Regions from separate parts of the Mus musculus genome. Here regions 1, 3, 4, 5, 6 and 7 are each linked to region 2. The links are chromatin contacts, called in public promoter capture Hi-C maps. All regions are on one chromosome and are shown on one strand. The core of a region is the stretch at or near the end of the contact, and the rest is flanking DNA. Distances in the headings are between cores, read along the strand shown. Region 1 holds the start of Mterf2 (mitochondrial transcription termination factor 2). Region 2 holds the start of D10Wsu102e (DNA segment, Chr 10, Wayne State University 102, expressed). Region 3 holds the start of Polr3b (polymerase (RNA) III (DNA directed) polypeptide B). Region 4 holds the start of Zfp873 (zinc finger protein 873). Region 5 holds the start of Sirt6 (sirtuin 6). Region 6 holds the start of Tmem263 (transmembrane protein 263). Region 7 holds the start of Ckap4 (cytoskeleton-associated protein 4).

Region 1 (3,520 bases), core at 150-2,649, 1.8 Mb before region 2:
CTGCGTCCCTCTCCTAACAAGTGATTGCACAGCATGCAATTCCAAGTCTTGACTTTAACACCTATAACTTTCTTTCTTCCCCCCCTTTTTTTTTCAATTGTCTGATGGGGGGTGTGGGTTGGCTTTTGAGACAGTGCCTGAAACTAAACAAAACTGGCCTAGATTACTGTGTAATTCCAGGCTGTCTTTGTCTAATCCTTCCCCATGCTGCGATGTGACCACTTATTCCTTTTCTATACTTGACTGTAGTTTCCTTTTCCCAAGTGAGGATAGCACATCTTAACCATGAATCCCAAATTTTTGTAAGAAAGTGTGCAGTAAAATCCATGAATAGAGTGTTGATGTGCTAAGAAGGGTTATTGGACATAGATCACCTACTCATCTAGGTAGTAGCTGCTCAGTTAATTCCGGAGTAGCCTGAGGATCAGAACTGATCTTTAGGAGTCAGGACTCTGTTCCTCTAAAGCCCACAAAGTGTAAACCACACGGCTGTTTTCAGATATGATTAACATTCTGGAGTTCTTAACTGTGGATCAAGCATTGTTCTTAGCTAAGGACATAATCAGGAGCCTCCACTCCACATGAAGGGGAGGTGTCAACCTGAGTGAGAGACCCTTAGAAAGGTAACGAGGCGGGCTATCAGCCTAGGAAACACCATTTTCCTTGCTCTAACTGCATACAGCACAGGGTGGGCACAGGGGACTCTTTCCTGGGTAGCACTTCACTCTCATTGTGGTTACCACGTTAATGTGTTTCAGTTCCTGTTGCCCTGTCCAAGGTCCTAGCGCTGCAGTTCCGCATGCTTGGTGCTGAGGCGGCAGCCTGTAAATATTTATCTGAAGGATGGATGAAAAAGATTCTGGCTTTTGGTTGGCTGGTTTATGAGTGTGGGCATCACGAATAACTTAGAATGTAAAGCAAAAGGCAGTTTAGCAGTATTTGGGCAAAGTCATCTAGGGGTAAAAAGGATGAATGGCATTTAGGGAATCAGACCTGGTGTTTACCGCAGATGTGAGGGGTTTGTTTTGTTTGGACAGGTCAGGTTTCAAAGTTTTAAACTTGAGAATTCTGAATGGCTCCACATTACAGACAACAGGTTCTGATCTGCCCCTCCTCCCTGCCTCTTTCTCTCAACGAGTTGTAACGTTCTCTAAGGGACAAAGAGACTGAACCACCAGAGTTTGCTGAGACAGAAGCGCCAGGTGGCACTGGTGGCAATAGACCCTGTAGTGTGGCTCACTTATTCCCACGGGAGCCTGTACACAGTGTTCTAATTGGCTACGCTCGGGATGGAGGCGTGACTTCCTGCACATCAGTTTCTCGAGCTCTGATTGGTTACCAGCCAAGGCGAAGCCCTGCCAGTTACCTAGGATCTGTTTCCTGAGTGGAGAGGCCTGCGGAACAGGGTGGGAACTTAGCTCAACGCCCAAGGTCTCTCCGCTGTGCTTGGACTGCTGCCCACAGGTAAGCCACCCTATTTCTCCAGCTCTGGCTGAGCCTCAAGCCTGCCTACCGGGGTCAGGGTTAGCAGCTGCCCACCGAGAACGTCCACACAGGCACTCCACCTCGGAGCACTGAAAAAAGGAGGCTGCACACGTAAATAAGAGGCCACGGTAGCGGTCCTGGCAGGGCCCTTCCTCTGACCAACTTTGTGGTTCTTTGCCTACAAATTGGAATTCACTTGAAACTGTCAGATCAGAACTTAATTGGTTTTATTGAGAGGACTGTTTTAATTATAAAAATGTATTTCTCACCTCAGGATTGCTTGAGAGGATTGCATAAGAGAGCAGACTATGTGACCTTTTTAGCAAGAGCATCATTGTACATAGGACACAAGGCTAAGAGGACTGCCATTCTTAGGTGGGCAGCCTTGGGCAAGCTACACCTGCATCCTGGCCTCATCTTTAAGGGGAACTATGGTTTAATGAGGAGTAGATGTGAGGGCTTTGTTTTGTTTTTTAATACTCTGAACTACTATTAACTCGTTTAACATGATCTTTCACCAAGGAATAGCGTCCCCATGTTCCTGATGCCCACACTGCCCACACAGAAAGGTGATATTACTTCCTAAAAAGTCACAGCTAATTGGAGATTAATTCCAAGGCAGTGTAGCTGCGCTAAAGTAACTCACTTTTGCCCTCTGCATTGTTTCATAGCCTGATTTGTTAATTTGCTGTTATTGCCTTGTGCATCGTGTTCTTTGTTTGCTCATTACAGGAAATAACAGTATTCAGTCTCGGCTCTCCCCTGCATACACAGTCACTATGGGCTGCTCATAGTTCTTGCTAACGCCATTTCTGAAGTGAAAAAGGTGTGGGCCTTCCTTATTTTTTTTTTGTAAAGTCTGTAACTCTCAAGTTCTCAGATGGTCTGTGATCCCAACAGAAATATGAAATGTTTGGCCAGGAGAGCTAGTGCCTACCATCCTGACAGCAGCCTGAGCTTAAAACAAACAAACAAACAAAAAAACAAACAAAAAAACCCTACAAGTTGAATGGACAATTGATAAATATTACTATAAAGTAAAAAAACACACCGGGAACTGCCTGCCCCTCTCTTTCCCAGAGTCAGTGATGGCAGCCCATGAAGGGCAGGGAGACAGTTCATTAGAACACGGTGCTGCAAAGTGGGTTGTGTGGGATAGTGAAGCAGAAACGTGAGGGGTCACAGCCATCCCAGGTGGAGCATTGCAGTCCATGGTGCCGTAAACACCCTTAAAGGGGACATGGGGCTTCATCTATTCTGAAACATCAGAGGCATTTCCTTAAGAAAGTGACGCTTACTTCTGAGAGTTGATTGACAAAAGCACAGTCTTTGGAGACTATGTAGTGGGAACAGAGTCCGCCGGGACTGAGAAGTGACTGGTTTGTGAGGAAGGGAGATGGGAATTCAGGTGGCAGAAAGTCTTTTCTACAAATTATTGTATGTCTGTCCTAAAGTGCCACTGAGGTCTATTGCAGAGAGGTGACAGAATCACATTTTAGAAGCTACAGAGGAGTCCTAAATGGACTGACTGAAGCCCTGGAGAAGGACAAAATCGCTCAGGAGAGACTATAAGGTAAGAAGGAAAGCATATTTATTTGTTTGTACATTTGTTTGTTTTTCACTAGAAAAACTCATTCATTTCTAATGCTTTTAATTAAAATACAATTACATCATTTACACTTCCCAAGTACACACACACTCCATTATTCTCTCTCAAATTCATGGTCTCTCTCATTTCTTTAATTATAATATTTTGGGTTTTTTTTTTTTTTAAACAAGTTGTTACTTTACAGTCCAAACTGGCTTAAAAATACTCTAGGTAGACCAGGCTGACCTAAAACTTATGCGTCAGCCTTCCTAGTGCTGGAATTTCAGGCTACCAAGCCTAAAGATGCACCTGTAGAGGAGACAGAGAAGGGGTGGCCAGAGGGGAGTGGTGGGGAGAGCAAGAAGAGGGGAGCACTTTGGAAGTCAGACAAGAGACTGTTTTGAAAAACAAATGGTCAAACGCTGCTGGATGCTACAAAAGTCCAGA
Region 2 (3,245 bases), core at 284-2,783:
GGCCAGCCAAGGCTATGTCTCAAGCACTAGCTGCTCTTGTTTGATTCCTAGCACCCACATGGGGGCTCAACTGGACTATAATTCCAGTACCAGAGCATTCGACACTTTGTGACCTCTTAAGGCAACAGGGATGCACAACGCACAACTTTAAACAGCACAGTTAGCAAAATGTAGACCTGCAATGAGTCTTTGATTTTAGTTAAGAAATTCAGATATGCTTTAATCCCAACACTTAAGAGGCACAGGCAAGAGTTCGAGGCTTGCCTGATCTACAGAGTAAGTTTCAGAACAATCAGGGCAACACAGAGAATCACTGTCTTGAAACACACACACACACACACACACACACACACAAAAGGTAAGTCAGAAGTCAGAAATAGGGCCCAAAAAGAGGGTTTTATGGACACAGTGCTTGCCTCCCAAATTGGAAGCGCTATTCACTCCCCACATAGTAGGAAGAGAGAATAGCCCCCTCCACATACCAGAGGTACATAATACAGAGAACCAGAAACGGTTATGTAGACTTGGGCAAGTCAGACTGGGCTTTTTTTTTTTTGTAGAATATACTTGCCTAGCTCTCCTACCTAGAAGGTGCTCAATTTAAAAAATTAATTATTCCGAGTTGCACCTTTCCAAACAAACCAACTGCCCAGTCCAAGCAACAAACACTGAAGACTCAAGCCTTTGCCCACTTTTTTTTTTTTTTTTTTTTTTTTTGTATTTTGTTCTTTGTTTATTCGAGACAGGGTTTCTCTGTAGCCCTGGCTGTCCTGGAACTCACTTTGTAGACCAGGCTGGCCTCGAACTCAAAAATACGCCTGCCTCTGCCTCTCCAAATGCTGCCAGGCTGGGCGGTTCCTAATGAACTCTACAAGGACCACCTGGCCTGGACCGGCTTGGCAGGTAGAGGAAAAAAAAAAAAAGAACCACCACCGCCCAGCGCCGGGCTGGCCTAGTCGTACCCCGGACAGACCCCGGCAGCGTCTCGGGCTCCGTGGCATCCCCTCCCAATTAGCGTCCCAGACTCCGCGGTATCTCCGACCTCCGCAGCGTCTCGGACTCTCTCGGTGTCCCATACCCCCGCAGCGTTCCAGGCTCCCCGGCATCCCTAGCCATCGCAGGGTCTCTGGCTCCTCGGCGTCCGCGGCCCCGCAATAACCCGGACCCCCGACTCCCCACAGCGTCTCGAGCTCCTTGGCTTCCCCGGCCCTGCCGCGTCTCGGGCGCCTCAGTGTCCCAGAACCCCGCAGCGTGCCCGGTCCCCGGTAGCATCCCCAACCTCCTGCAGTGTCTCCAGTAGCGTTCCCGGGTCCCGCAGTGTCCCTGACCCAGCAGCGTTCCGTGTCCCTCCAACCCACCCCGCTCTCCACCGTCGCTCACCTCCCGAACCCTCGCTCCCCGCCGTCAGCAGCTCCCTGGACACCGTGACCTGCGAGCAGGCTACAGAAGACGAAGAAACACCAGGACCGGTCCCGCGCTCGCCCTGGAACTCCATGCTTCCAACCCAGCGCCACTGAAAGAAGCCCGGATATAGGAAGGCACGGGGAAGGGGCGGGGTCAAGGCAGCAATTGGCCGAAACTAGGAGGTGGGCGGTGACTTACGGGTGCGTGGCCAGAGCTCGCGCCTAGAGATGAAGTTCAGACCCACGGGAACCGGAAGCGGGGGTGGGGCCGAGGCGGGGTGGAGGATGGGAACAAGGCACCACACTGCGTGGGCGGAGCGCTGCGGATGCACGTGTCAGGCGCCTAGTCTACCCCAGCCCAAGTCTAGCCCTAGTCTCCTCCTTTATTGTTGTTAGAAAAGAATCAACCCGGCTTGGTCAAGCTAAGCAAATGCAAGCATGAAGAAGGTGGTGCGAGGCCTTTGTCGTTATTTCCATTTTTGTTGTTGTTTGGGGAGGTTTCTGTGGTCTTCAGTTTGTAGCAATCCTGCTTTAGTCTTCCAGATGCCATAGAGGTGGGAGCCACCACACCCAGTTTCTTTTCATTTTCTATATTTTATTTTTTGTCATCCTGGCTGGCCCAGGTTGACTTCAAAATCACCATTTTCCAGCTTCCATTTCCGTGTACTTAAATCTACAGCCGCCCATTACCATACTTTGTTGTTTGTTAAAGCCTCACCAAGTTACCCCGGTTGACCTGGTACTCAAAGTCCACCTAGGTCCTAAATAGCCTGGATTTCAGGTCTGGATGACCAGACCCCAGCTTAGTTTACTATTTAACTGTAAACACAAAACCCAGAAGTGTTAAGAATGCTGTTTACGTTGCTATATATACAGCATGCCTTTGGAACACTGTCATGTCAAAATCCTAAAAGGTTGTTCCAGGTGGTAGTTAAAAGGTAGAGCTGTGAGTGAGGCACTGAGTTTGGTCTCCTACAGAAAAACAAATCCTTCATTTCTAAAAAGCTGAAACAAAACCCCTGAATGACAAACCCCATTCCTCCCCTCTTCCTGCCCCTGGGACCCAATGCTCATGGTTTTGTTGAGAACAAGCGAAAGAAACGTATTCCAAGTGCTACCATTTCATTTCCAGACTCCCATTTAATCATAGGGAGAAACTTAATTCACGGTCCCAGTCTCTAGGGAAGCTGGGGACTTCCCTATATCAGAACAGCTTCTGTTGTAAACAGTTGTCTGTGTGAACGCATCTCCTCAGGGACAATGTGTAAGGAGACAGTTATCTGAGTCCAGCCATCTCAGGGACAACTTCTCCATCTTGCTGGCAGGGTCAAGCAAGTTCATGTTCCCAGACCTAGGAACGAACACCTGTCCCAAGTCTACATGTTTTCCTAATTGTCTGTTAACTGGTAGAGAGCAGAGGAATTGCTATTATCTAAATCAAGGTGTGTAAGTTTTAAAAATATATAACTAATTGCCTGGTATGCACTAGTTAACTACATGCAGCTGACCCACTCCTCCCCACCCCCACCCCACCCCACCCCACCCCTGCTTCCTTATCACTCTGAGCTCTGCACCTAATGGAATTAAGGGCCTTGAAACCAGGTGCCCTGGATATGGCCCAGTACTCCCTTGTTTAACTTATAATGTCAAAACACAATTGGATAAGACTGCAGCTCCCCCCAGCTCCCCTCTCAGGGCTACACAGAGAAACCCTGTCTCGAAAAACAAAAACAAAACAAAACAAAAAGTACAATCTCCCTTCCAGGACGAGGTTCAGACCCCATACTAGCTGCCTCCCTGAGTGCTCAGAAAATAAAGCTTTTGTTTTTAAAGCTTCCATCT
Region 3 (3,622 bases), core at 189-2,688, 1.3 Mb before region 2:
TGCTGCATGGGCTGCAGGTCCTGTTGATTAGGAGTAGGGGAACACTGAGAAATAAGCCAAACACAAAGACAAATACTGTGTATTTTCCCTAAGAGGATCTTGGAACTCATTCTTCAAAGTCCCTGAGACAGTGAGGTTGTGATCCTACCACCTCTACATACCAAATGCTGAGATTAAAGTCGTGGGCCCCTACACCCTGTCATAGCAGGAATCAACCACGGGTGCTCTGGAAGAGCAACCAGTAGTCCTCAATCCCTGAGCCGCCCCTGGGTCCTAAGTCACTGATCAGGTCGCTCCCAATTAAACCCTTCAATGGTGCTTTACTATTCCCAGGGAGAAAGTCTAACACCTTCTAAGAGTTAACACATTTCAGAATCAGGAAGGCATCTTTTACTGCCCTCTTCCCCTAGCTCCACTAGATTTATTTGTTCCCCTGAAACAACTGATGGTGTGTCTGGGGTCATGTACAACCTGTTCCTCTGCCTGAATTTCTTCCTCGACCATCTTCAGTCCTAGATGTCCCTATTCTGTGCCAAAGATGTCAAGGTTCAGTGAGAATTTATATACCTTCTCAGGAAACAAAATCATGTCAATAACTGCACTTCCTTAGGCAGTTCACCGTGAAGCAATTATCCTTTAACTTTTAAGAATCTGATGAAAGCTATAGGGGCCCCTAAGAAAATACAAGATCAAAAATGGGGGACGAAGGGATAGTCAAGGTACTTAAACTAAACCTGCAGTCCAAAGAAACTGTGGAGTAAAAGGAAAATGATGACAAGGGTGAGATTCCCATTTACTTTTAGCACCAAAGCCGGCTATGGGACCTCAAGAACATTGCCTACGTTCTCAGGATCTCTGTGTCCTTCCAGGTGAGATCGGCAAGAAGATATTGGTTCCTGAGAGAATACACAAGGACCAATTCTTGCCAGTGCACACTTAAATTAGAAAAGCTTTACCCGAGAGCCATTCGCTAAGCTTCTAAACGTAGGACGCTACTGAGAGATCTGTACTTGCTGCTACAAACGCTCAAGAACCACACCTGGTAAAAGCTCACACACCCGGAGCTCCGAGCATGTGCAGAAGTTCTGAGCATGCGTAGAAGCCCAGGGACCCGCCCTCGTCATCCTGAAAACTCTCCCGGCAACGCCTCCTTAGTCGTCTCCAACCTCTTCCGCTGCCTGCGCTCACGGCACTTACCTCCACAGTCGGGATCGGCGCAGTCAGCTGCTCCGGAGTCAGGCTCCCGAACTCCTCGGCTAGAACATCCATTCCATTCACGGTAGAGGAAGAAGTCGGCAGAATGTTCACATCCGCCCGTGCGGCTCCAAGCAAGTAGCACGCGGAGAGTGGTGTGCGTTCTCCTCCGGTGTCCCCGTGGCGCTTGTTTACGGGGAGGCGTTTCAAAAGGTTCCGCCTGGTCAGGGCCTAACCTGCGGAGGAACCCGGAAGTGACCGAGCCGGATGTGGAAAACTACACCCACTGGTGTACTTCCGAGGTCTCGCCGGGCTAATCCTAGCCTCTTGACAGGCTCATTTCCAGTATCCCCAGAATGATTGAATACGGCAAAGTATAGTAGTTCTAACTGTATAACTAATCTGAAAAATGACTCGATAATACACATTAGTCACAACATGAACTTCTAAAGCAGAGATTTCAATTAACTCAGTCTAAACTGCTTGTATGTTGTGTAGTACAGAAGAGCAAAAGTCCTTGCTTAAATAATTGGTGGTACCTGCGTGTAATGAACAGGCATCAGCCGGGCGTGGTGGCGCACGCCTTTAATCCCAGCACTCGGGAGGCAGAGGCAGGCGGATTTCTGAGTTCGAGGCCAGCCTGGCCTACAAAGTGAGTTCCAGGACAGCCAGGGGGCAGTAAAAGATGCCTTCCTGATTCTGAAATGTGTTAACTCTTAGAAGGTGTTAGACTTTCTCCCTGGGAATAGTAAAGCACCATTGAAGGGTTTAAACGGGAGCGACCTGATCAGTGACTTAGGACCCAGGGGCGGCTCAGGGATTGAGGACTACTGGTTGCTCTTCCAGAGCACCTGGGGTTGATTCCTGCTATGACAGGGTGTAGGGGCCCACGACTTTAATCCCAGCATTTGGTATGTAGAGGTGGTAGGATCACAACCTCACTGTCTCAGGGAGTTTGAAGAATGAGGTCCAAGATCCTCTTAGGGAAAACCCAATAAATTATATTAGAATAGTTAATTAACGGTTTGGGGGAAAATATGTTTAAATCCTATGTCGATGAAATATACCTTAACAAAACACTAGAAGGAAACGTCAGAGGGACGGAGTTTGTTACCACTACACCGAATAAACGAAGGATTGCACATAATCCTCCCACGGCAGCACAGACACCTATAATCCCAGCATTTAGAAGCTAGAGGTAGGAGGGCATCCAGAAATTCAAGGGCATCCTTGGCTACCTAACAAGGTCGAGGCCAGCCTGGGCTACATGAAACCCTGTCTCCAAAGAAAAGGTAATGTATTAATAACATTGATTGGTGAAAGATTTCAAGGATGGCAACGGAGAAAGCATAAGAATTGCTAAAAGTTGTATTCCATTAATTTTTAAAAAATTAGATACACCTATAAAAAATCTCTATGAATAGTAAACACACAGTTGGTAGAAGACAAAAGGATTTGTCACTGAAATTGGAAATGAGTTCATGCAAGTCCAATGGTAAGAAAAATCCCATGGGAAGAAGAGGTAAAAGATGCCAACAGTTTTTAAATGAGTTTCAGTTTGGGAACATACAAAAATTGTGGAGATGGATGGTGTCACATGAGTGTGTACAATGCTCCTGGCCATTTAATAGTTGAACTATTTAATAGTTCACCTGTATAATTAGCACCATCTAATAATATGTGTTCTTTTTTTTTTTTAAACCTGGTCCAAGGTAATCTGCGTACAGAGTTAGCTAGTTAAATTTCAGTGCTTGTATCTAAACGTTGTGCTGATAGACTTCTGAAACTAAGTGAAGAAAGAAAGAAAAAAATTACAGGCCACCAAGATGGCTCAGTATGTTAAGTCACCTGCCACAAAGCTTGAAAAGCCGCGTTCAGCCCCCAAGACCCACATTGTAGAAGGAGAGAAGCAACTCTAAAGAGCTGTCCTCTGATCCCCATACTCACATGTAAGACAAATCATTTAAAACTAAGAATGATCAGCCCCCCCCCCCCTTAAATCCTTAAGATTTACTCAGAGAAACTACATTTGAATGGTCCCTGTGAGTTATTATACCAGAGAGCACCCTACTTAGTGTAGTCTGGAAGGGGTTGGGAAAGGGAGCTGAAGACTTGAGGACATCAAGTTTGGCTCAGGTGTGTCAGCTGTCTTCTACAAAGTCATCTTGGATTCCCACTATGAAGATGGTTCTACTGTAAACCAGATCACAGACACCTGGAGAACTAAAAAATCTCAGCTTTCTGATTGGCAGGCTGGAGCTGGAAATCTGCATTTCTAGCAAGATCTCTGCTGCTGTGACCTAATACCATAACCTCTGTACTTGTCTAGTTCTTCAGTCTGTGAATGCTGGAATGAAAATGGCCTTGCATTCCAGGTTCTAGTGCATTGTTTGTTCCTTAATAAGTTTGTGTTGAATTCATAATTTGA
Region 4 (3,536 bases), core at 258-2,757, 1.3 Mb after region 2:
GCAATTGTTCCTAGCCACAAAAGTACAAATGATCTTGACTGGTGGCCATGGTGGCACCAAACACAGTGGGGTAAGCACTATTATATCAATCATTAATCAGGAGAATACCCTACACATTTGCCCACAGGCCAGTCTGACTCTAGCTTGTGTCAAACAGACCGAGTCTCAAACAGTACCTCTGAGACATCTCCCAACTCCCAAACACAAGACTTTTAACAAACCTCAATCACCTTAACCCTCAGTTTTCAGCCTGTGAAATGGGCACACTCACATGCAAATTTTTCAAAGTCTGTCAAGTTTAAGACAGAAGAGATGGCTCAGCAACTAAGACTTCTGCTCTAGTGGAAGAGCTGGGTTTGGTTCCCAGCACTAACATGGTGGTAAAAAATTATTCCTAGATCCTGGTGGCGACATCTAATGGCCTCTTTGGTCTTCTATGGACACCAAACACCCAACTGATAAACACAAATACAAGAAAGCCAAACACTTGTGTACAAGAAACAAATGTAGTAAATTAAAAGTACAGATCCCCATATCTCTTATATGTCACCATGGATAAAATGGCCAGAAATACACAGAAGTGGGACAAATATCGGTTGCCAAAACTATAAATATATAATAAAAAAAAAAAAATCAACGAATTCAATCAAAGGAGAGAAATTGCAAGATTGTAGACAAGAAGTCTCAGTATTATTGCAGGACACAATCTGAGCTATGGATTCAACAAACGTCCACTAAAGAGTCTAACGATTTCTGCAATGAACGACAGAAAGCCGATGACAAAAGGTCAGCATGAAAGAAAACATGAACACACAAGGCTGAATAAACAGCACAGTGACACCGTCTGGCTTCTAAGTTACCCTACACCTGCGATAAAGACTGTGCTGTTTGAGAAAGAAAGAGACCAACAAAACACGAGAGAGCACTCAGAAACAGCAACACAGTTAATGTAGGTAACCCAGTAAGTCTGGTCTTACACATGGGATTGGACCACGGTGGCATCTGCATGCGAATGTGTTAATAGCACAGACTTTACACCTGCGCAGAATTCACTGGAGATGGAGCCCACACCTGAATGGCAAATGCCAAGTGAAGAACTTCTAGAAGACTCTAGAGAAACTAGAGCTCTGCAAGTCAGAAAATCTGGCTACCGTGAAACCCGCGCATGCGCGTGCACTGAATGGTGCTTTGCACTTTGCGGACAGCAGGTCCGGCGTCCCAAGTTGTACGCAGGCGCAGAGAGGGGAACTAAGTCGATCAGAGGTCCCGCCTCCGCCTGGGAGATGAGGGGACCTCAGGGGGAACAAAGGGAATCACACCGGGCCCCGCGTCTCGCCGCCGGTTCCCGCACCCCGGGCTCCCGCAGATCCTCCCCGCGTGGGGACGGCGGCCCCGCTCACCATGGTGCGGATTCCGGGCTCACCCACTCTCCTCACAGCTCCTAGCAGCAGTTGAAAAAGCAGCACACAGAACCACAAGAGCTTCCCTAAGACTCACAGTCAAACCTGCAGCATGGTGGCGGAAGTGCCCGCCTCCGTTCTGACTGGCAGTCCGAATCCAGGCTCTGATTGGTTAATAAGGCCTCTGTGACAGGCGCTAACACTCTAGAGTCAAGAGTGCCTTACAGGGACAATGCACAGTGGTTTGCAGGGACAGAACTTTCCCAGAGCTGTGGAGATTGGCATTGCAGCTGAACTTGTGCCTGGATTGCAAAGTCATTCCGGCACTTCTCCTTCACACAGTAGGTATTTCCCCTTCTTCCTCCTGGGCACAGAATGTTAGGTCCTACAACCAGGGATAAAAAACTAAGGTGGGTACTTTATCAGCGCAGAGGCTGTCTGTCAACTTCTCCCTGCATCCCTCAGTCCATACTGCTTACAGAGTTGGCTGGCATGCCCCGACCCTACCCTGAACTTCTACAGCCCTGCTTCCCACAGCGGCCCTTCCCTTTATAATCCAACCATTTAGATTACCTAGGGGTGGGGATGTATTTTTATTTTTCATCTACCCTTTACATTCCCGATCTCTTGGTCTGCCTGAGAGGCTATTGATGGAGCCTAGTTGGAGCACAAGACCAGAGCATACTGGAGAGCCCAAAACCAAGGGATGATCACCAAGAACAGCGCAGAGTGCTACAGAGGGCAGAGCTGGAGATATGACTCAAGCCCTTTGGAGGAGCCCAGAAGATAATGTGTGTGGATCCCCAACATTGGAACAAGAAGGTGTGAAGTTGAAGTTGCCTCGGAGACTATATTAGAGATGCCAGAGCCATAGAATACCTGCCAAGGAAAACTGCTAATAGGAAGTGGAGCCAGCCAAGAGAAAGAATTGTGTTTCAGTCACCAAAGCTGAAAGGAGTTAGAGATTAGACATGAAAATGCAGAGTTTGGCGTTTCCCCAGCTGATTTCTGGTCTGGCTTTGGTCCAGTATTTCCTCACTATAATTTTGGACTGGTCATGTGCATCCTGTGATGTTGAAAATACACAATTTCCATTATGATTGAGATTTTTTTTCAGGTGATTACAGTTAAGAGATTGCATAAGTCTCAGAAGAGACTCTGAACTTTGGACTTTTAAACATTGTTGAGACTATGATATACTATGGGGACTTTTGCATTGTGGCTATGATGGCCCCTATAGACTTGTGTGTTTAAACAAGGATGTAAGGCCAGGAAATGGAATGTGGTGGTTTGAATGTGCTTGGCCCATGGGGATTGGCACGACTCAGGTGTGTCAATGTTGGGGTAGGTATGGCCTTGGAAGATGTGTGGCACTTAGCGAGGTGGGTGTTGAGGCTCCTATGGTCAAGCTTCATCCAGTGTGGGAGACTGCCTCCTCGTGGCTACCTAGGGAAGACAGCCTGTCCTGTACTGGGTACAATCAGATCAAGATGTAGAACTCTTGGCTCCTTCAACACCTTGACTGCCTGCTCACTGCTATGCTCCTACCATGATGATAATGGACTGAACCTCTGACAATGTAAGCCAGCCCCAACTAAATAGATTTCTTTATAAGACTTGCCATGGTCATGGTGTTTTTTCATAGCAATAGAACCGTAACTAAGGCACACACTCAACAATGCTTATGCCTTTTACAATAATTGAATGGTGTGAACCCAAATGGACAGGCAGTTGTACAACATGGCTCTCATGTGGCTATCACTAAAATTGTGACATCTGTTAAGGCATTCTTTCCTTGTGTTGTTTCTTAGAAAAAATGCCCTCAAAACATTGATCAGGTACCTGGCATTGGGGTATGTGGCATTATGAGAATTTAATAAGCATCACGCTGGGCAGTGGTGACACATGCCTTTAATCCCAGCACTTGGGAGGCAGAGGCAGGCAGATTTCTAAATTCAAGGCCAGCCTGGTCTACAGAGTGAGTTCCAGGACAGCCAGAAAAAAACAAAAACAAACAAACAAAAAAAGCATCACAAAGCTGGCCTTATTTACACTGTAGCTTTTCCTTAAAACTTCAGGTTATATTACAATTTCTTCAGAGGTACATGAGTATATCCTCTTGCACATGAAAATTAC
Region 5 (3,295 bases), core at 773-3,272, 1.7 Mb after region 2:
GTTCAGGCTACTTGCACCCTCTGAAGGAACTGTCCTCAACTGTAAACAGAGATAATTCCTCCTTGTCCAGGCAGTCCCCTGAAGTGGGGCTGAGCGTGCATCACAACCAGCAGCACTAGTTCAGCAGCTCACACAGGCTGCAACCTGGAGTTTGTGCAATCATTGATGCCATAAACTCCCCACCACACAAACACTCTTCTCTGTGAAATTTCTATTCACAAAATCGCCTCTCTCCCACACAGAACTATCTACCTCCCCAAACGGAGCTTCCAAGTTCTCCCAAGCTGGGTCTCCTCCTGTACCTCTAACCTGGGTTCATATGTAATGGAGCTACAGGGGGAGACACACTGGAAAGTCAGTGTTTTGCAAGAAAGTCTGGTCAAAACTGTCACTATTTAGGGCAGTTCCACCCACCCATCCATCTACCCATCCACCCACCCATCCATCCATCCATCCACCCACCCATCTACCCACCCACCCATCCACCCACCCATCTACCCACTCACCCATCCACCCACCCACCTACCCACTCACCCATCCACCCACCCATCCACCCACCCATCTACCCACTCACCCATCCACCCACCCATCTACCCATCCATCCATCCATTCACTGATCCCACCTCCTCTACTAATCAGGTTCACTTTCACCCCACACCTACCACCAAGGGTGGGTGACAAAACACCCAAAAGAGTTGTCCACATGCTACCAGTCTGAAGGAAATCGCCACGGCAAGGTGGCAGGGAAGGCCTGTGGATTTAAGGGTTTGCCTTCTGAAGAGGTGACACAGCACAGGTGACGCTGCGCACTGGGCCTGGGCCTTGGCTCCCGCGTGGGATGTGTGCACCTGTCACAAGTGTGCAGATGCGTGTGTTCATACTGTTGCAGGTAGCACCCCTCACCAGCACCCAGACTTCCCTGGCCTCCCTCACCCACATCCCCCTACCTCAGGCGACTCCAGACCGGAACCCAGCGTCCAAGCAGCCTCTCTGGTTACCCGCTCCAGCTGCGAGCCACCAGCAGCAGAGTAGAGGTGACACCCGATCAGGTTGGGGTGGGGGAGCGGGGGACGGATGAGCCAAGGGAGGAGACAAGCTGCTGTTAGCCAGCTTGCTCAGATGGGCAGCCCCAAGGACGGCCTCTCCCACCTCCTTGTGTGCTCCTGCCTCCTCGAAGCCTTTCTTGGGGTCTCCACGGGGATCAGGAGGCTTCGGTTGTTATATGCTGCCATTGACCCATCACATGGCTCCTGTGTCTGTTGATTACCAACAGGCAGAATGGTCAGATAGTGCCTCCCATCTCTAGATGGCCACGGAAGCAGGGCTCTTCACCTCTCTCCTTGCATCTCTGGGCACCTCTGGGTAACACGTGGAACTCGCCCAGTTCTGTGGACCTAACCCTATGCTCTGTGATATTCCGGGAGGTGCACTCCAGAAACTAACCCAGGAAATGTTGGCAGGGGGCCCAGAGGTCTTTCCTCTGCCCAAGAACCCCAGTTTTCCATTCATTCTCTCCTGTAGCCAGAGTCAGGCAGACCCTGGATGACAGTCACAAAGGTTAGGGTATCATGTAGCCTAGCGTGGCTTCGAACTTTCTGTCCCCTCCTGCCAGTGCTATAAGCACTCCGGGCAGGGCTCTACACACTGAGAACTGTGGATTTTTGTTTTGCTTTGTTTGGTTTCATTTCTGGGTTTTGCTGATGTTGTCTCTTTTGAAACAGGGAGTTGGTCTGGGACTCGCAATCCCCCTGCCTCGACTCCTGTGAGTGGCCTCATCACTTTTCTGGCTCTGGTCGCGGATCCCAGGACTGGGGAATCCACTAAGTCAGAGAGGTAGTCTCGGCCAGCACTGAAGACTAAGCTTGCTGCATCAGGAGGGCGCATGCGCTCTGGAAAGAATGCTGTTTTTCACCTCCACGTACCCACCCCACCCTCAGGCACGTATCTAGGGAAGGCGGCTACTCTTTCCCGACCGTCCCTTCACCACTTCCGGCGGAAGCGGCCTCAACAAGGGAAACTTTATTGTTCCCGTGCGGCAGCGCCGGCGACGATGTCGGTGAATTATGCAGCAGGGTTGTCGCCTTACGCGGATAAGGGCAAGTGCGGGCTGCCCGAGGTGAGAGCTGCAGTGTTCGAGTCACCGAATGACCCCAGACGGGGAGCGGCCGGGCGAAGCGGGGCATTGTGGGAACAGCATGAAACATAGAGTCTAGACAATGGGAGGGACTTCCCTGGAAGGAGGGGGCGGGAAGTGACACCCACTGCTCAGGCTGGGTGACACGGAGGAACCTGGGTCAGGGAAGGAGTGAGGGGCTAATGGGAACGAGACCAAATCGTCAGGTCAGGGAGTGGACGTCTTAATTGTCAGGGAAAACCTGGAGCTGTGGGAAGATCTGCAGGGCCGGAAGCTGGCACCCTTTCCTGGGGGCATCCCTGTACCCCACTCTGTACTCCTCCCTGAATCTGGGCCAGATGGATCCTGAGTGTGGGGCTGTCAGTCTTTGTTGTTTCTGAAGGGGTGTAGTAGGGTGGAGGGTTCTCTCTTTGTAGCCCAGGCTGGCCCCGAACTCACAGGAATCTTCCTGCCTCTGCCTCCCGAGTACTGGTGTTAAAGGCCTGCGACACCATGCCCTGCCTGCCTCATGTTAACGGAGCCCCTAGACAAGTAGAGCTGCATCTTGATTTAGGGGAGAGAGGTGGGTTATCTAAAGTCCAGGATGGGGGATGACGTCAGTGGGGAGGTCACGTGGGCCACAACCAGACCAGGACAAAGGAGTGGCTGCCTGCAGGAACAGCACTCTGGGAAGAGGGCTCGGCATGTGCAAAGGCCCTGGGGTAGGACACAGCGATGTGTTAAGAGTGTGGCTGGAACTGAGGGATGTTGAGAAGGGGCAGACAGAGCATTGACCCACAGGAGGCCTGCCACTTGGGAGGTCACGTGTTGCCTCCTCCTGCCCTCTGACCCTACAGATCTTCGACCCACCAGAGGAGCTGGAACGCAAGGTGTGGGAGCTGGCCCGGCTAATGTGGCAGTCCTCCAGCGTGGTTTTCCACACGGGCGCCGGCATCAGCACCGCCTCTGGCATCCCCGACTTCAGGTCGGTGAACAATGAGGGGAAACTGAGGCAGGGCTCTTGCTGATACACCTCTAGGGACTAAGGTGAGGTGGCAGAAGGACCTTTCAGTTTTCCTATGTCTCTGAAAGGCCCAGCAAAAACTCCACTTGCCCAAGGATCAGAGCATGCCCACATAATGTAGTAGCTGCAAGGCATGCTGGGAAATGTATTCATGCAGC
Region 6 (3,555 bases), core at 165-2,664, 1.7 Mb before region 2:
ATAGCCCTTGAGCGGCAACAACTAGAAGTTTTAAGCACTAACCAATAGCAGATACAAATACCCACAATGTTTCCTTTTGGATTAGTAGCGTTCACAAGATACAAAAGACACAATCAAGTAAGATTTCGCTTCCTAGTCTAGGTGTTTCTAACTCTTCCCAGCAGCCCTAGCTCCCCCTCATTGATCCACCTTTAGGCACAAGCAAGTCTTTTTTTTTTTCCCCTGAGCAGAGCAGTGACGTGGCAGGAGAGGCAGAAAATGACCCTAGAGGCTGGTGCTGGCTTGGACACCTCCTTCCTCCGCCCCTTCGTTGTCCATCCAGCACACCCTAGTTCCTGCGGAATTCCAATATAAGACGGGCTTAAGAGAGACGATCCAACTTGATCCCGAGTGGCAGCTCCGGGGCTAGACTAGATGCTGCTTGTGCATGGCAGGCTCGGTTTTGGATTGAGCTTGGGGTCGGCAGTGACTGCACTGGCGGCTGCTCCAGGACTCCTTCCCCCCTGCTCCCCAGTCACTCCTTGACACTGCCAGCGCCCCTCTTCATTCCCACACCTGCGGGCTTAGAACAGGCGTGGGAGTGGAGTTCCCGATTTAGGAAGAGCAGCGGGAATCTCCGCTTGGAGCCAAGCCCTGTGTACTTGAACCCACCGGGACCGTTTATCAACAGGTCAGAAGTTAAGTGGGGCAAGGAAGCTGGGCTCCTCCTCGGATGCCCCATCTCCTCCTCCGCACCAGCCTGACACTCAAGGCAAGAGGTCAGACCCAGGCTTCCAGAGCGACTCCCTTCAACTGCAGACACCGCGTCCACAAACTCGTGGACCCACTGGGGTAACCCCATACCTCCGTACGCCCCCCAACGACTCCCGCCCATCCCCCTCCCGTTCAGTGTCCCCCCGCAAAGGGCCAGGCTGGAGCGGCCAGGCCCCGGGGTCGTGCAGGTGAGGTGCAGATGAGGCTAACGGGAAAGGGCCCGGAGTGCGGCCACTCAGGCCGACGACACCCTCCCGCCCCCGCCCCAGCCATGGGACACACTCACTCACCGCGGGGTCGAGGCCGGGAGCTGCGGCCGGGCGGAGGGAGCGGTGGCACGGAGAACAGCAGAAGCGGCCGGGGCAGCAGAGGCCCTGATGCGGCCCGGGAGTGGCTTACGCGACCTAGATGCTCTTCTCCGGCTCAGAAGTCGGAAGACTCTCGGTGCGAGGTCGGTGCGAGGCGGCGGCGGCGGCAGCGGCGGCTTCTGGCTGCGGACGTGGCGCCTGACGCGACCCGCCCCCTCCGCAGCCTCCGGAGCTCCCGCCTCCTCCCGCGCCTCGGGTTCCGACGCGCACGCGCACTCGCGCCCCCGGCCCTCCGCCCCCCCACCTCCCGCGCCCACCGGTCGCTCGGCGCGCGCAGCCCTCCCAGCAGCCCCCGGCCAGCCTGCGCGCGCGCCTCATCCGGAGGGTCTCCCCGCCCCCTCCGCCCCGGCCACCCAATCAGAGCAGGCGAGGGGGCGCTGCCCCGGCGAGGCGCGCGCCTCCGGCCTCGCCCGAGTCTTCGGCCACTCTCCGGGCTCGAGGGAACTAACGGTTATGGGGGTTTAGAACTTCTCCCCTGAGGAGGGCGGCATGCTCGCCGGTGTCTCCCTCTCCTTCGCCCAGGGGCTTCAACCTTTAGCTGCTGCCCTAAGGGAGTGACGGGCAGGGCCTCTGTCAGTCGCTCTCCCCAGGGCGCTCTGCGAGCCTGTGTCACCGAGTGATAGGGTGAGGCGAGGCCTTGCTAATTTGTGTGGGGTTTTTGTTGTTGTTGTTGGTCCACCTGGAGTCCTTGAGCGTAAACATGTCAGGTTCGCCCTCATCACACAGCGGATGCCCAAGGCCTTTCAGGGGGCCTTGAATTTTGGTAGCGAAAGAAGGTTGGTTCATCGATGTGAGAATTGAACTGGAGAGGGAGGAAAACTGTCACTTCCTAACTAGGGCTTCGTCAGGGCCCCTCCACGTTCTTGCCAGCCTTGGGGGGAGGGGGGATCCCTGGTGGGGTCCTGTAAAGTATTGAGCAGCCTAAGAAGATGCTGTCTGGGAAGTCCTCTGGGTTCAGCGTTGCCTCTGCTTCAGATGGGAAACAGGACAGTGAGCTTCCAAGGGGGCTTGTGATAGCTGCCTAGGAAGGCTGTGAGGAGGAAGCAGAGACGTGACGAAATGGCTACCTGACTAGATAATTGCTATTAGCTTTTCCTTGACTCTCAACATCTTTAAGATAAAAATGACAATAAGTCCACCCTACACTTTTGGGAAAGATAAGAAGAGAGACTGTGGGTGTAAGGGGGCTTTACTGAGAAATTATACCAAAACGTGAGATTTTTTTTCTTTTCACGACCTAGTTATCAAGTGGAAACATACACAGGACAGGGGACCTCAATTTTTAAATGAAAGTAATCAGCGTGGTGTAACTGGATAGCAAGTGTTTATCAAGTCTCAGAAAAGGGATGCTAACAGCAACAACAAAAAATCCTGAGAGGGAGCTAACCTTGGTTCAGTTCTTAAATAGAATGAACTAGAGCTTAACCGTTATCAAATCGATGAATTAAGTCCATTCAGATCACTGTGCTGAAATTATGATAATCTTGTTTTACAGAACTAAAAGAGAATGATGATTAGGAGAGTTTGAACTGTGGTATTAACTGAGTACCAATCTTTTATTGTCATAGACTCCTGAATTCTTAATAGGATTTTAATAGGTGATTTCAAGATTGAACCCTGGGCAAAATTACAATGCAGAACTTTATAACTTTCTTTCCAAATTGACTTACAGTTTTGCTAGTAATTAAGGCTATAATTCAAAGCAGTGGTATATTCTGTTTCATAAACCAATGAAGGTACCAGGGAGCTTTTGGCTCCTTCTGAACCTACAAGTACAGGTAGTCCAGTATTTCTTATAGATCTGACCCCAGTCAGTTCTTGCTGTCTCAGTTTCCTTACCTATAATAATGGAGAGAGGGCCCAGTGGTTAAGAGCACTCACTGCTCTTGCAAAGGTCCTGAGTTCAGTTCCCCACACCCACATGTCAGCTCACAGCTATCTGATGCCATCTTCTTTTTAAAAAGAACAACATCCCATTCAGTTCTAAGCCACTCTTGTCTATATGAGAATCTTAATTGAATTGTTTCTATCCTGATGCTATCTTGATTTCAGATAGCTTGGTGTAACCAGAAGGAACCTCAATGAAATCAGGCCCTATTTATTTTATAGGCTGACCTCCATTGTAGTTCTTGATTCTAATACTGTAATATCTTTATTTCTATATAATGTCTTTAAATGTCTTCAAATAATGAGTTCTTAATGCAGTAACTTAAGGCAAAACTTTCTTATACTACATTATAAATAGCTGAGATTATGACTCAGTTTAGAGTACTTGCCTAGCATGCCCCAAACTGTACCTCCATCACCTAAAACAAAAGTTAATTCTAGTTTAAGTGCCTCAGTTTTTCTCTAGTTGGTTACATTCAAAAAATTAGTTACCTTATTGATACCCTGGAGTAATTAGCAGTGACATTGCTTAACAGACTGGGCTAGT
Region 7 (3,699 bases), core at 39-2,538, 1.2 Mb before region 2:
TGGTGGTATTTGAACATGGGAAGATTCCAGTTTTGTTTCTAATTTTTTCCCCCTTCTAAGCAGATTGGGAGGAAGTTACAGACAGAAGAAATAGCATCCCTACTTCTGCCGCGCAGAAGTACACACTAGGACTGCGGGAGCCAGGTGCAGGGGAAAAGGTCCAGATTGGTATTACCAATGATCTGCACTGATGGTGGGCTCTGGTTTCCCTCCCAGTCATGAGTGAAGACTCACCCATGGGCTTCAGAAGCATCAGCCCAAGGTTCAAAACACGGCTGTGTGGGACCTTGAGGCATTCTGTTGGGGTCGAGGCTCAGCCTTGTGTGTTTCCTATAAAATGGGCAAATGTAATCTCAACCGTTCAAAGCTTTTGCGAGGATTTTAGAGCCCATACCAGCTGATAAGCACAGGTCTGGCACTGCTATATTTCTTTTTACAAATGTGGAAGTGACAACCTCAACCTGTGTCCCTCTAAGTGAGGGTGCTGATGGCTTCTCTACACTCAACCCAGAGCCTGTCAGGAACTGGAGCTGTGGAGAGACTGTATGATACCCCAAAAGAAAAGAGAACCAAGGGGCCTGGGGGTGTTGCATACAGTCTACTGCCCAGGCAAAGAGGGTCTGTAACTCAGTAACTCAATAACTCAGTAACTCAGCTCCCTAGGACAAGTTCTAGTCCATACCCAAGGTGCTTGGGTGCAGAGTCCTTCGAGCCCAAAAATTCTCGGGAAGAGACAGGCCTGGCCCGGCTGCAGGGCGGCCTTAGAGGAGGGGTGTTCCCGGCTTAGTGGTGGGCAAGTAGGGCGTCTGACCCCCCCCCCCCCCGTCCTGTCCCCACCTTCCAGAACCGTGCTTTCCGCTCCCCCTAGCACTCCCCCTCGGCCCGGGTGGGGATCGTGCTCAGCACAGTGCTCAGGAGGCACCCCCACCCCGCTGACTCCTCTCGAGGGTAGCCGGGGCACTGGGAGTCTCAGCCATCCGGGCAGCCGCGCCCAGCCTCGCCCCGCCGGGCTCCGCCCGCCCTCCGCGGGGTCGCAGCGAAGGGAGGAGGGGCGGCGGCCCGCTTGCGTGGCAGGCGCTCGGGCTGGGCTCGGCCTCCCTTCCCGGGAGGCGGGGTCGGCGCCGCGGCGGCGGCGGAGCCAGGCCCCCTCCTCCTTCCGCGGCCGGCCTCCTTCCTCGTCGCCCCACGTTCCCGGCCGCTCCGACGCCGCTGCGCCCGCGTGCCGCCCGCGCAGTCCCCGTGGGAGCCGGAGCCAGCGTCCCGGGCCGCGCGCCCCGCTCGCCCATCCCGCCGAGCCGCCGCCGCCGCCATGCCCTCGGCCAAACAAAGGGGCTCCAAGGGCGGCCACGGCGCCGCGAGCCCCTCGGACAAGGGCGCCCACCCGTCGGGCGGCGCGGATGACGTGGCGAAGAAGCCGCCGGCGGCGCCGCAGCAGCCGCAGCCTCCCGCGCCGCACCCGCCGCAGCACCCGCAGAACCAGGCGCACCGGGGCGGCCACCGCGGCCGGTCCTCAGCCGCCACCGCCAACGCGTCCTCCGCGTCCTGCTCGCGCAGGCTTGGCCGGGTGCTCAACTTTCTCTTCTACCTCTCCCTGGTGGCGGCGGCCGCCTTCTCGGGCTGGTATGTCCATCACGTCCTGGAGGAGGTCCAGCAGGTCCGGCGTGGCCACCAGGACTTCTCCCGTCAGAGGGATGAGCTGGGCCAGGGCTTGCAGGGCGTCGAGCAGAAGGTGGGTACTCCAGCTTTTGCGGGGTCGGGACTCTACTCCTGCCCTCCCTGAAGGGGCCCTGGTCCTTTCCTGCCCAGGCCCTGTGGCAAGAGCTGGGACCCCAGCGCCCTAGTCGCCAGGGCGGTCCCAGACCCGCTTTGTTAATGGTCTCAGAGAGGGATGGAGCGGACTCTGAGGATGGCCAGACCATTGGGGGAGGATGGGCCAAGGGCCTGTCACAGGACATTAGCGGTGACCTGTAAGGAAGCCGGCAGGCTCTACGTAGCCCATTCTTTTTGCATTAGGAACCGTTGAATGGACAGAGTTGCCCGAACAGGAGCCTGGAAGGGAAATCATCGCATCCCCGGAAGCCTCTAGTCAAGACTTCACCTTGGCTATGCCAGTAGGAGTCACCCGAGCCAGTTTTTAATAGACCTAGAGTTTTGGGGGTGGGGGTGGGGGAAGCTAGTGAGCTTAGTCATTTGCTAAGTTCAGATGAAACGTCTATCTTTAGGTCCCTTGTCCTTAGCTGGACCAAGGAGCCCATGTGGGCCTTTGAAGTCGCCTACTCCAGCTTTAGGGGAAACACAGGCCAGAAGTATTAGATCACACTTATGTGGTGTGTAGACAGCGTATTCATGTATTTTATTTCCTCACTCAAAGAGTTAACTAGAGGGAGGAAGAGAGGGCTGACAAATTTGACTCCATTTTCCAGACCCGAATATTGAGGTTTAAGAGACACAAAGTGAGTTGACACAGACCACAGCTGGCTTGAGTCGCAGATTGTGGAAGAAAGTGTGGGCCATTCGTGAGGAAGGATTCCCCAGCGAGCTGTTTCAGGAATGACCAGACAACTCTCATGGCAAACTGCTCAGTTTCTACCCTTCCAGCCCAAGTGTAGCCCCCTTCCCTCTAGTGCCTTCTCCATCCTCTCCACCCACATCCTTGCTCAATGAAACGCACTTGCTGGACGGAAACAAAAAATCCCGCCATTTCTGAGCCCGGAACCACGGCCTCCTTTCCCAGCATGCCGCTTGCCCTGCCAAGTCCCTACTTTTTTGTTGAGTGTGCACCACTAGGAATTTCCTCTCAAGACTGGAAGAGCAACTGGAGTGAGTCAGCCTGTGAAGTGGTGTAGGCCAAGGGAGGTGACTTAGCTGGGGAAATGAAGTGGGCGATTCTGCTCTGCCTGCTGAATGTCAGACCATCCTAAGAACACAGACACCCCGCGGGAGTCTGATCGCTAGCCCGTTTCCTCTCTTCCTAATCAGTCATAATATTTATTGAAGCCTGATAGTTGTATGGCTGTGCGTGAGCCCTGTGGAGGATATGGAGGAGGAAAAGGCGCAGATCAAGCTTGTGAAGTGGCATCCTAAGTAGGTTTCAGGGGTGGGGAACTTATGCACACTTTGAGAAGAAAGGGCTTGTGGGTTTGTATGTGGGACAGGGCTGGTCATTAGAAGTATCAGGAGATGGCATGACCCCATACAGGTAAGGGGACAATCTCGACTATACCTGAAGGACAGAAGGTAGCTAGCCTTCCAGTGACAGAATACAGGGGAAGTTGGAAGCTTGAGCCCAAAGTGGTTAGATCCAGGTTGAAGAACATGGGTGTTAGTTCCTATGTTGCCTTTTGGTCTCTTTGTTGGTTTTACCCCTTCCCATTCACAGCTGTATGCAAATCGCTTTCCTCTTTGAGCCTGTTTCTCATTCTCCAGGCAAGAGGAAGGCGCCATCAAGGTTTGTAAGAACTGGGATTGGGGATAGCCCAGCTGGTAAAGTGCTTACTGTGAAAGCATAAGAACATGGGTTCAGATTTCTCGGGCCTGTGTAAAAGTCCACACTTGGAATCCCATTGTTGGGGAGGCACAGACAGGAGGTATCTCTGGAGTTTGCCAGCCGGCCTGTCCAGCCAAATCGGGGTACTCCAGCTCCAGTAAGAGACCTTGTGTCAAAGAAACAAACAAACACACAAACAAGTGAACAGGGAG

What was found. Promoter capture Hi-C pulls out the DNA fragments that hold promoters and counts their contacts.
Region 1: a contact with region 2 is called in a promoter capture Hi-C map of liver, with 4 times the contacts expected there. The contact joins the promoter of Mterf2 here to the promoter of D10Wsu102e in region 2.
Region 3: a promoter capture Hi-C map of the SN4741 cell line shows a contact between it and region 2, with 4 times the contacts expected there. The contact joins the promoter of Polr3b here to the promoter of D10Wsu102e in region 2. A contact is called at or near these places in 5 of 39 promoter capture datasets (the C10 cell line, the SN4741 cell line, hippocampal neurons and 1 more).
Region 4: a promoter capture Hi-C map of liver shows a contact between it and region 2, with 4 times the contacts expected there. The contact joins the promoter of Zfp873 here to the promoter of D10Wsu102e in region 2. A contact is called at or near these places in 2 of 39 promoter capture datasets (liver and pre-B cells) and 1 of 115 datasets of contacts at active chromatin or transcription factors (embryonic stem cells).
Region 5: a promoter capture Hi-C map of liver shows a contact between it and region 2, with 5 times the contacts expected there. The contact joins the promoter of Sirt6 here to the promoter of D10Wsu102e in region 2. A contact is called at or near these places in 5 of 39 promoter capture datasets (the 3T3-L1 cell line, hippocampal neurons, liver and 1 more) and 1 of 115 datasets of contacts at active chromatin or transcription factors (astrocytes).
Region 6: a contact with region 2 is called in a promoter capture Hi-C map of liver, with 3 times the contacts expected there. The contact joins the promoter of Tmem263 here to the promoter of D10Wsu102e in region 2. A contact is called at or near these places in 7 of 39 promoter capture datasets (the C10 cell line, hippocampal neurons, liver and 3 more).
Region 7: a contact with region 2 is called in a promoter capture Hi-C map of liver, with 3 times the contacts expected there. The contact joins the promoter of Ckap4 here to the promoter of D10Wsu102e in region 2. A contact is called at or near these places in 6 of 39 promoter capture datasets (the 3T3-L1 cell line, the SN4741 cell line, embryonic stem cells and 3 more), 3 of 115 datasets of contacts at active chromatin or transcription factors (embryonic stem cells, extraembryonic endoderm stem cells and pancreatic cancer cells) and 1 of 9 other capture datasets (liver).

What each region holds. Positions count from the first base shown.
Region 1 is chr10:85,125,906-85,129,425 of GRCm38.p6, reverse strand. It overlaps Mterf2 (mitochondrial transcription termination factor 2), which reads left to right and starts at 1,399. Exons shown (of 3, transcript NM_028832.3): 1 at 1,399-1,464; 2 at 2,940-3,058.
Region 2 is chr10:83,358,509-83,361,753 of GRCm38.p6, reverse strand. It overlaps D10Wsu102e (DNA segment, Chr 10, Wayne State University 102, expressed), which reads right to left and starts at 1,533. Exons shown (of 4, transcript NM_026579.3): 1 at 1,381-1,533. The coding sequence starts at 1,495.
Region 3 is chr10:84,620,114-84,623,735 of GRCm38.p6, reverse strand. It overlaps Polr3b (polymerase (RNA) III (DNA directed) polypeptide B), which reads right to left and starts at 1,438. Exons shown (of 28, transcript NM_027423.2): 1 at 1,198-1,438. The coding sequence starts at 1,269. It overlaps Gm17249 (a long non-coding RNA gene), which reads left to right and starts at 1,091. Exons shown (of 2, transcript XR_380645.4): 1 at 1,091-1,539; 2 at 2,278-3,213.
Region 4 is chr10:82,046,094-82,049,629 of GRCm38.p6, reverse strand. Zfp873 (zinc finger protein 873) reads right to left here and starts at 1,507. Exons shown (of 4, transcript NM_001319203.1): 1 at 1,401-1,507. The coding sequence starts at 1,403. It overlaps Gm46195 (a long non-coding RNA gene), which reads left to right and starts at 1,582. Exons shown (of 2, transcript XR_001779681.1): 1 at 1,582-1,741; 2 at 2,044-3,183.
Region 5 is chr10:81,626,293-81,629,587 of GRCm38.p6, reverse strand. Sirt6 (sirtuin 6) reads left to right here and starts at 2,022. Exons shown (of 8, transcript NM_181586.4): 1 at 2,022-2,116; 2 at 2,971-3,098. The coding sequence starts at 2,051. It also overlaps a transcript of Ankrd24 not described here.
Region 6 is chr10:85,100,486-85,104,040 of GRCm38.p6, reverse strand. Tmem263 (transmembrane protein 263) reads right to left here and starts at 1,414. Exons shown (of 3, transcript NM_001013028.2): 1 at 1,044-1,414. It overlaps Fhl4 (four and a half LIM domains 4), which reads left to right and starts at 1,546. Exons shown (of 2, transcript NM_010214.4): 1 at 1,546-1,745.
Region 7 is chr10:84,531,477-84,535,175 of GRCm38.p6, reverse strand. It overlaps Ckap4 (cytoskeleton-associated protein 4), which reads left to right and starts at 1,288. Exons shown (of 2, transcript NM_175451.1): 1 at 1,288-1,729. The coding sequence starts at 1,310.